Regions from separate parts of the Mus musculus genome. Here region 1 is linked to region 2. A link is a contact called in public HiChIP or PLAC-seq data. All regions are on one chromosome and are shown on one strand. Each heading gives the region's core, a stretch centred on a gene start, on an enhancer-like site or on the middle of the called end of the contact. The rest is flanking DNA. Distances are from core to core; before and after follow the strand shown. Region 1 has its middle 24 kb from the start of Il6st. Region 2 overlaps Ankrd55 (ankyrin repeat domain 55).

The links. HiChIP or PLAC-seq counts read pairs in DNA pulled down with a chosen protein or histone mark.
Region 1: an H3K4me3 HiChIP or PLAC-seq map of microglia shows a contact between it and region 2, with 6 times the contacts expected there. The contact joins two enhancer-like sites. A contact is called at or near these places in 2 of 15 datasets of contacts at CTCF or cohesin (CD8 T cells and the NIH/3T3 cell line), 12 of 484 Hi-C or Micro-C datasets (bone marrow-derived macrophages, cerebellar granule neurons, cranial neural crest and 7 more), 10 of 115 datasets of contacts at active chromatin or transcription factors (CD8 T cells, bone marrow-derived macrophages, embryonic fibroblasts and 5 more) and 4 of 9 other capture datasets (adipose tissue, bone marrow-derived macrophages, liver and 1 more).

What each region holds. Positions count from the first base shown.
Region 1 is chr13:112,438,317-112,442,536 of GRCm38.p6, forward strand. No RefSeq gene overlaps it. Among named protein-coding and RNA genes, the nearest start is that of Il6st, 24 kb to the right of the region's middle. Within about 2 kb of position 1,810, at least 185 of the 459 cell types and tissues checked have an H3K27ac peak or open chromatin away from gene starts, as enhancers often do. A contact at or near this core is called in CD8 T cells, bone marrow-derived macrophages and microglia, where this site is marked.
Region 2 is chr13:112,335,900-112,339,655 of GRCm38.p6, forward strand. Ankrd55 (ankyrin repeat domain 55) reads left to right here. Exons shown (of 11, transcript NM_029898.3): 5 at 316-376. Among named protein-coding and RNA genes, the nearest start is that of Gm41065, 18 kb to the right of the region's middle. Within about 2 kb of position 1,457, at least 19 of the 459 cell types and tissues checked have an H3K27ac peak or open chromatin away from gene starts, as enhancers often do. A contact at or near this core is called in CD8 T cells, bone marrow-derived macrophages and microglia, where this site is marked.

The sequences.
Region 1 (4,220 bases), core at 560-3,059, 100 kb after region 2:
TGTTTGATTTCGAATTAGTTTTTGGTGGCTGCATGTTCAGAAACCTTGCATTGTTCCCAAAATTTTGGGGACGACTGACCTCTGGTCACATGACCGCAGATGAGGTCACAACCTATAGTTAGAGAAGCTCAGCTTTAGTTCATAGTCCCGTTGGCAGAATAATTTGATATTAGGCAACTGTGATTGGAAGGTTGTCTGTGCAACATGAATGAAGGTCCTGAGCTGATACGAAGAAGAAGAGAGTAATGGGTGAGTTTGCATTATAGTAACTCATTCTTGTGGTGACTGGTCTAGCCACGTGAGACTCGCTCTAGTTCACAGAGGTCTAATTTAGTCTAGAGAGATATAACTCAGTCTCTTGAGAAAAGACAGAAACTTGCTTGTGAGCTCGATGCTCCATGACTTCATCACCTAGAAAATGCCCCACCCCCGACCTTGACACATTAAGGAATCAAGATTCGGCATGAACAAACCTCAGTACCTTCTTTTATGACCGTGGTCTTCTAGAAAATTCTCACTTGATCCTAAAAGTAAACTAGATATTTCTCCAAGTGTCTGTTATCTAGGTTTTTTAAGGCTTTCTCTCTAAAAGTCATGTGCTACCAGATGAGAGAAATAAGTGCTCTTTACCACCACCATGCTAGGGATGGCAGCCTTGGCCGAACCCAAACTTCTAACCAACCCTATCAAACTTCAAACGTCAGGCTTGCAAGTCAAGTCATCCTGGATTGTCCAGCCCTGCCTGTCCTGCTGATGGATACCAGGAAAAGTTTATCAGATCGTTAATTGCTAGGAGGGCCCAGCGCACCAAATTCCATGGGCATGTGGTCGTTGGCTGTATAAGAAAGCCAGCTAAGCATGCGCCTGAGAGATCCAGCCAGCAAGCACTTTTTGTCCACGTTTCAAGTTTCTACTTGAGTCCTCTTCCTGACTCCCCAAAAGGATGGGCTGTAACCTGTAAGCAGAAATGCATCCTCCCCGCCCCCACCCCACCCCCACTGAATTGCTTTGAATCAGAATGCTGTCTCATAGCAACCGAAAGAAAACCAGAGTTAACAGTCTAAAACAGGAATTTTTGTGACCTCCATGTGTGGTTCCAGGGATTCAGGAATTCAGAAGGAAGCAACAATTCCAACCACTCTAGAGTCGCCATCCCCGAAGGCAAAGAGACTTACTAAGTGGGCAGATAACCGAGATTATCATAGATGATTGCAAATTCCCTGAAGAAAAGAAACAGGATGTGCTGAGAGCGGCCAGGATCAAGATACAGATAACAGAAAGGAAGCCTGGGTGCCACCAGCTGCACACACGTGCTAAGAGAGAGGGAAAGAGGAAACTGCAATCTAGAAGCCCCCGGGGTTGAAGCGCTCTTGCTATGTTATAGGGAAGGGAAACGCACGAGCCTGGAAGAAATAACAAAGAATCAGTAGAAGAGGGAGTGGAAAGGACAGACTCCAGGCCAGGCAGAGCTGGAGTTTTATTCCAACTACTAGAGTTCTGAAAGTCTTCATTAAAGAAGTGCATCCCGGTTTACATTAAACATTAATCTGCGAACTTAATAGAAGAGGAAGCGGCATTCAGGAAGCTATTAGAAGAGCCGTTAGTGAGAGTTGCTGTGGATAACAGGGAAGATGGAGAAGTCACGGTCTGACTTCTCAGAGAGATGAATAAGTTCTCACTGGGGTGAGCCGCTACTTTGCAACTTTTCTCTCCCAAATAGAGGATGTGGGCGTGGCCCTTGCCCCAGTAAGCGAGGAGGGGGCGTGGCCCTTGCCCCAGTAAGTGAGGAGGGGGCGTGGCCCTTGCCCCAGTAAGTGCTGAGGAAGACAAAGACGGTGGCTTAGGCAGAGAGAAGGGGAACTGGGTGAGCAAAGGTGGCAGATCACTGACCACAAAAAATCAGTTCAGCCCACAGCTATCTTGGGCAAGCTCCTGGCCGGGGACCAGGACAGAAGAAACAGTGCAGCCCCAGGCATTTCCTTCAGCCCTTCCCAGATAGGCAACAACTCCTACTCCGCCCTCCTTTGTCTCAGCCTTTACATTGGTTAACTCTTTTTGTTGAAGGATCCAGAGGGGAATGAGTGATTTTGCATTTTTTATGCATTTCAGCAACAACCAGTATCCCCGGAACAGAAATGAGATAGAACGGTTTGGAAGAGTTTAGATCACTACCAGGTTATCCAGATTATCCACTTAGAAAACCCAGCCGCTCCAGTTATAAAGCTTTTGGTAATACAAAGAAAGTTACACAGTACACAGTAATACAAAATATGCAGTAACTAATACGTGTATCATATATGAGTGTTTTAGTTAGGGTTCTATTGCTGTAAAGAGAGCTCATGGCCACGGCAACTCTTATAAAGAAAAGCATTCAACTGGGTCTGGCTTTTAGTTCCGAGTTTAGGCCACTATCATCGTGGCGGGAAGCACGGTGACAGACGTGGTGCTGGAGGAGTTGAGAATTCTACATCTGAATCCACAGGCAGTAGGAAAAGACAATGAACCACTCGGCCTGCCTTAAACTTCTAAGGTCTCAAAGCCCACCCCCCAGTGACACATTTCCTCTAACAAAGCTATACCTACTTCAACAAGGCTACACCTAATAGTGTCTCTCCCTATGAGCCTGTGGGGGCCATTTTTGTTAGCATTCCTTCTAGGCTTTGCCCTACAGTTACTGGGCAACAGTCAGGTGTGTCTGACTCACTATAAAACCGGCTGTTTGTCTCCTCCTCACTCGTCCTCTCTTCCCTGTCCCTACTCCCTTTCTCTCCCCTTCCCATCCCCCCGCCCCCCTGTGCCTCCCCCCCCCCCATTTCTACTCCTCTTCAACTCCCCTTCTCATGCCCTAACTAAACTCTATTCCATACTCTATTCCATACTCTATCCACCGTATTTCTAGTCCCTCAGAGGAAAGAGTTGTCTTAGCATGGACCCCCAGAGGCACCCCCTTCCACCTCACCATACCTAGCTTCTACCAAACATGTCCTGGCTCGCTCTTGCTCTTCCTTCCTTCCTTCCTTCCTTCCTTCCTTTCTTTCTTTCTTTCTTTCTTTCTTTCTTTCTTTCTTTCTTTCTTTCTTTCTTATTAAACACAACATTTTTTATTTATACCACCTCAATCAGAAAAGTTGTATGATACAGAAGAAATACTCATTTGTGATTCAAAAATATTAAAAACCAGTAGAAATGACCTAAGCAAGATCTACATGAATTTAGGCACATAAACAATAGAGAAATTGTAAAAAAAAAATCTAACAACATAATTATAATAATTGAAGGAATATATATTTCTAAAACACAGTCTATAAATTTGATCCAAATCTAATTGAAAAGATGGTTTTATGAACCTGTGATAATGATGTTAAAATAGATGAAAAATTAAGCATTAAACATAGTAAGAGAAATACTGGAAGAGAAAAGCTGGAAGCACCAAAAAGAAATTAAGGTAGCATTGGTTTGAGGCCAAACATAAACAAATAAACAAACAAATAGATCTCTTAGGAAAAACTCAAAACAGACTACAAAAGATATGACAATTCAACTTCCAGGTGGTGAAGTATCTGGTACAAACAACTGCTCCAATATTGAGCCAATTATTCATGTTCTAAGACTGGATTGTAAAGATACTGGACAAGCAGAGAGTCATGTCAAGATGTTTTATTGTGGGATTAACTCTAAAACTAAAAACTTAGATGCAAATCACAAATTGTTGAACCTCCATAATTTAACAAAACAGAAGATATCTAAGATTTTCAAGAACTATAATCCTAATGAGGGTGGCTCTCCAGCAGCCATGACAAACTGGGTTTACCTGAAAGCGGGGCTGGAAACGGAAAAAGAGATGGGAAGTGGGAGAAGAGTGAAGCCAAGACAAGATTCTGAACAAGGCACCAAGGTTTTTGTTTGTTTGTTTTGTTTTTTAATATTCAGCTCTGCATTTCTAGAGCCCACAAACCCATCCTTTGTTTCAGCTGGAGTATGTTGCAAAGCAAGGTCAGTCTATTCTAAGTTCTCATGAAGCAGCCTCTATTAAGCAGTTCATGAAGCTAAGAAAGAACTATCAGTTTACCTCTACCTGAGATCAAGGTTTTGACCCATCACTATACCCTGAGGGGACTTCTACAGTGCCATCCCTTCATAATATTCTTACCTAATATTAAGAATACTCTTATCTAATATTCTTGCCTATTGGTTCTAACCACTTTTCAGATATTAATTTA
Region 2 (3,756 bases), core at 207-2,706:
AAAGGAATAAAAGCCAGGCAGCACATGATGTTGGCTACTGAAGTACTATGTGGGTGACAGAGAGTGAGGCTAAAGGCTCGATGTCTTGCCTCGCCTTCATCCCCAGGAGCACTAGAATGGCAAGAAGCTGGAGTAGACAGGTGTGCTCCTCTGTTTTTCCTGCTAACGGCTTCCCATGCTCCTTTTCTCGGATAGATGGGAAGGACCTTGTTTCATTCGGAGGCCTCCAACTCCACCCATGGTGTTGGGCTTTAGTATCCATTCAGAGCACCCTTGGCTGTCCGGGCTGTTGATCCACTCTGTCCTTCCCAACAGGCTCCTCATAGTCCTGCTGCAGCAGTCCAGCCTCAGTGAGATCAACCATCAAGACACAGAGGTGAGTCGACTGTCCCCAGCCACATTCTGCATGTGGGGATGGAAGACATTCTTTGCACACCCCTCTAGTGGGCAAGCCTCTCTTCTCCTACCTTCAGACAGAGCTCTAGCATGCCGGGTGTGAGCAGGCTCTACCATGAAGAGGTTTTTCTTGCATTGAGTTCTTGGGTGTATTAATTATATGACTGAAATTTTGTTACTTCCCTCTGGGCATTCCTTCTCCTGTCTTCTAGAGTGCCCCCCACTCAGATGTAAATAACAAGCAATGGTTCAGATGTGTTTTTTTCTGAATTAGAAGGACAGACAAAATAGTTCCAGGTCAGCATTGCTAGTCCTTGTTAATCACGACTGTTGCTTTCCTTCACATTGCTAAGGCAGCCTTGCAGAAGGCTTCTGAGTCAGCAGTCCTCATCTTTGAACAGAGTTCCAGGTCAGACCCTTCAGTGTTGCCCCAGAGCAGCTAAAGGGTTTCTTATAGTTATTTACTATACCTATGTCAAGTTGTTCAAGGACCAGGGCTGATTTTCATCAACTAATAGATTTCTATTACAAGCATCCCAAATCCAACTGAAAGACCCCGGGGCCCTTAGTGGGCTTTCTATATAAACATATGCTTGGCTAAGTTACCCTTCAGTAAGAAGGGTCGGTAATATTGAGAAAAGTCTAGAGTAAAGTCATGCATACACAAGATTCACACTAGACTGGTTTTGATAGACCCAGCTAGTCATAGACATTGAGTTAGGAGTCAGGCCCTCATAGCTTCATCCTGGTTTACATCTCTGCCCTCAGATGTCTTGAGCCTATCATCAAAGGCCTCTCGCTGATCATCCTGATGACCACACCCAAAAGCCCCTGTTTGCAGCTTGGGTTTGAGGTTGAACCTCTCCCTGATTTGTGGGGTCACACACTGTCTACACTCCACAGATCTTCAATGACCCAAAGGCAAACCTCAGAAGACAGGAGCGCACTTTTTTGGACTTCCGCTTTAAAAAGGAGAATCAGGGTCAAGATGGGTGCACTGATCAGTCTGTGCCCACGTGTGAAGCAGAGTGCTGCGTCTGCACGCTGGGGATGTCTAGACCCTAAGTTAGCTACCAACCACTTCCCCTACCTCAAAGTGGGTCTTATTTAGGCAGCTGGTGACTCAGCCATTCATACTCTAAAGCCAGATTCCAACTCTGGCTACTTCGAAGCTGAACTAGTAGTGTCCCAAGCAAATCATAGTTCTCCATCGCCCTACTCCACCCACCGAAGCCGAGATGAACACAGATCTTTAAAAGACCTCTGGTTCTTCTTCAGGCAAAGTGATCTCTGTTTAAACAAACAAACAACTGAGAGGCAGAGTGGTGCATGCCTTTGATCCCAGGATAACTCAGGAGTCAGAGGCAGGAGGATCTCTGTGAGTTCAAGACCAGCCTGGTGTATATATCAAACTCCAGAACTACATAGAGAGATCCTCTCAAAACAACAATAACAAAAATCTCCCTTGCTATCACAGCAGCATTTTGACCAACCAAATTCTAAGCTGAGAAAACAGTAGTCTTAAAGGTGATATGTTCTATCCAATGTCACAGTTTCCTCTTAAACCAGTGTCTCGGCAGGTCTGCATCCAACTGAAACGACCCTCTAATTAGCTTTCCTATTGTAGAAACAGGAGTGTGGCCTGTGGGCAGTGAGGTACCTTGGCAGTTAGGATGGCCACACAACATTTGTCTTTCAAATTTAGCTTGGTTTATCCACACCCTTATAATACTATGCTACAGACATCTCCCCAAGCAAGGAACCATTGGTTGGGCAGGAACTATTACTGAAGGATGTGACTGGGGATTTTTCTAAGGTGAGGACACTTCAGGAGCTTTGCCAGCTCAACCCACCTCCGCAGTAGAGTCCTTCATTGTGGGTGGCCAGCAGCACAGCACTGGTGCAGGTTTTAGGTCTTGGCCAATGGCTAATGCTAGCAGTTGAGCAGATATATGTGAGTTCAGCAACCGCGCCAGAAGTTCAAAGGTCACTGGAGCCAGGACCACACACAGAGGCCAGCCTCAGGTCCTCTGCCGATGAGTATCATCAACACAGAGGCTATGGAAGCCCTGTCTTGGGTGCATGGCAGTAAGATCTTAGAGATCATTTCCCAAGTTCCAAGTTGTGTATCATTTCACTGGGAGTTATCAGGGTTCACAGCTTGGGGCTAGTTCACGAACACATCAATTTGTCACTTTGTGATGGTACATGGCTGCTCCATTAACACATTAGAACTTGCTTCTATTTCTTGCCGGAGCTTCTTGGTGGCAGGCTTACAGGCTTACTCTAAGTCACACAAAATGGTTTTTAAGTTACACATAATGGTTCCTCTAATGTTTCCAAACCCGTGTTTTCCATACTGTGTGCATCTATATGAACCCATGCAAATTTAATATAGAGTCAGATCTCTGTATTTATGGGGAACTAGCCCTGAGCTCTACCAACAATCAGAAGTTCGAGTCTATAAAACAGTAGTTTTGCCAATAACTTATGCTCATCTTTTCTCAGACCTCAGATCTCAAGAGTGATGGCAATAAATTTCTGAGGCACTGCAAGGGATGTGTAACAGTTGTTAGACGGCACCGTTTAATGACAGGAAAGAAGTCTGTGCATGATTAGGGCTTCTGATCTTCACAAATAGTTTCAACCCTCATTTGGTTGAATTCATGGATATGAAGCCCACAGATGGGAAGAGTCATGAAAAGAAGAAAGGGGAAAATAATTTCTGAAAAAAATTCTAAAAACTAGAATGTGATGCTCTTATGTCAAGAAAATGGGTATCATTTTAGGGATTGTCCTATGTGAGTTCATGACCTGAAACAATTCTTCTGGGGTCCAGTTTTTATATACTCATATTTTCTTTCTATTCAGTAATTTCAATGCTACACGTAATATTAGAAAGCCCCTCCCTCACTAATTCCAGCCCACTACACGGGCCTCCAAGTAATCATGTTACCTACCCCATCTTCCCATGTAGTCATAGAAACCAGACTAGGACACAGAAGGTATGGCACTCTGTGTGTTGTTCGTTGAGTTTATTCTTTCAGCTCTCCATGTTCATGGCTAGCAATCTTGCCCACACTAGGAAAACACTTTGGTCTATTTCTCTGTTCCCCTGTGAATGGATACTCAGGTTGCCTCCAGTTTTTCAACCATCCTAACACTAATCTAAAGATGGAGTCTTATGCAAGTCTCCTTGAGTCCCTTATGGAAGACTTTCTCTAGAAAAATTATTTCTGGGTAATAGCATGTTCATTTTTAGTTTAATACATACTGCCTACTTGTTTCCCAAAACACCAATTTATATAGCTTGGTCAATAGACTAAGTAGCGTCTTCTCCAAGCATTGTTGAGTTATACA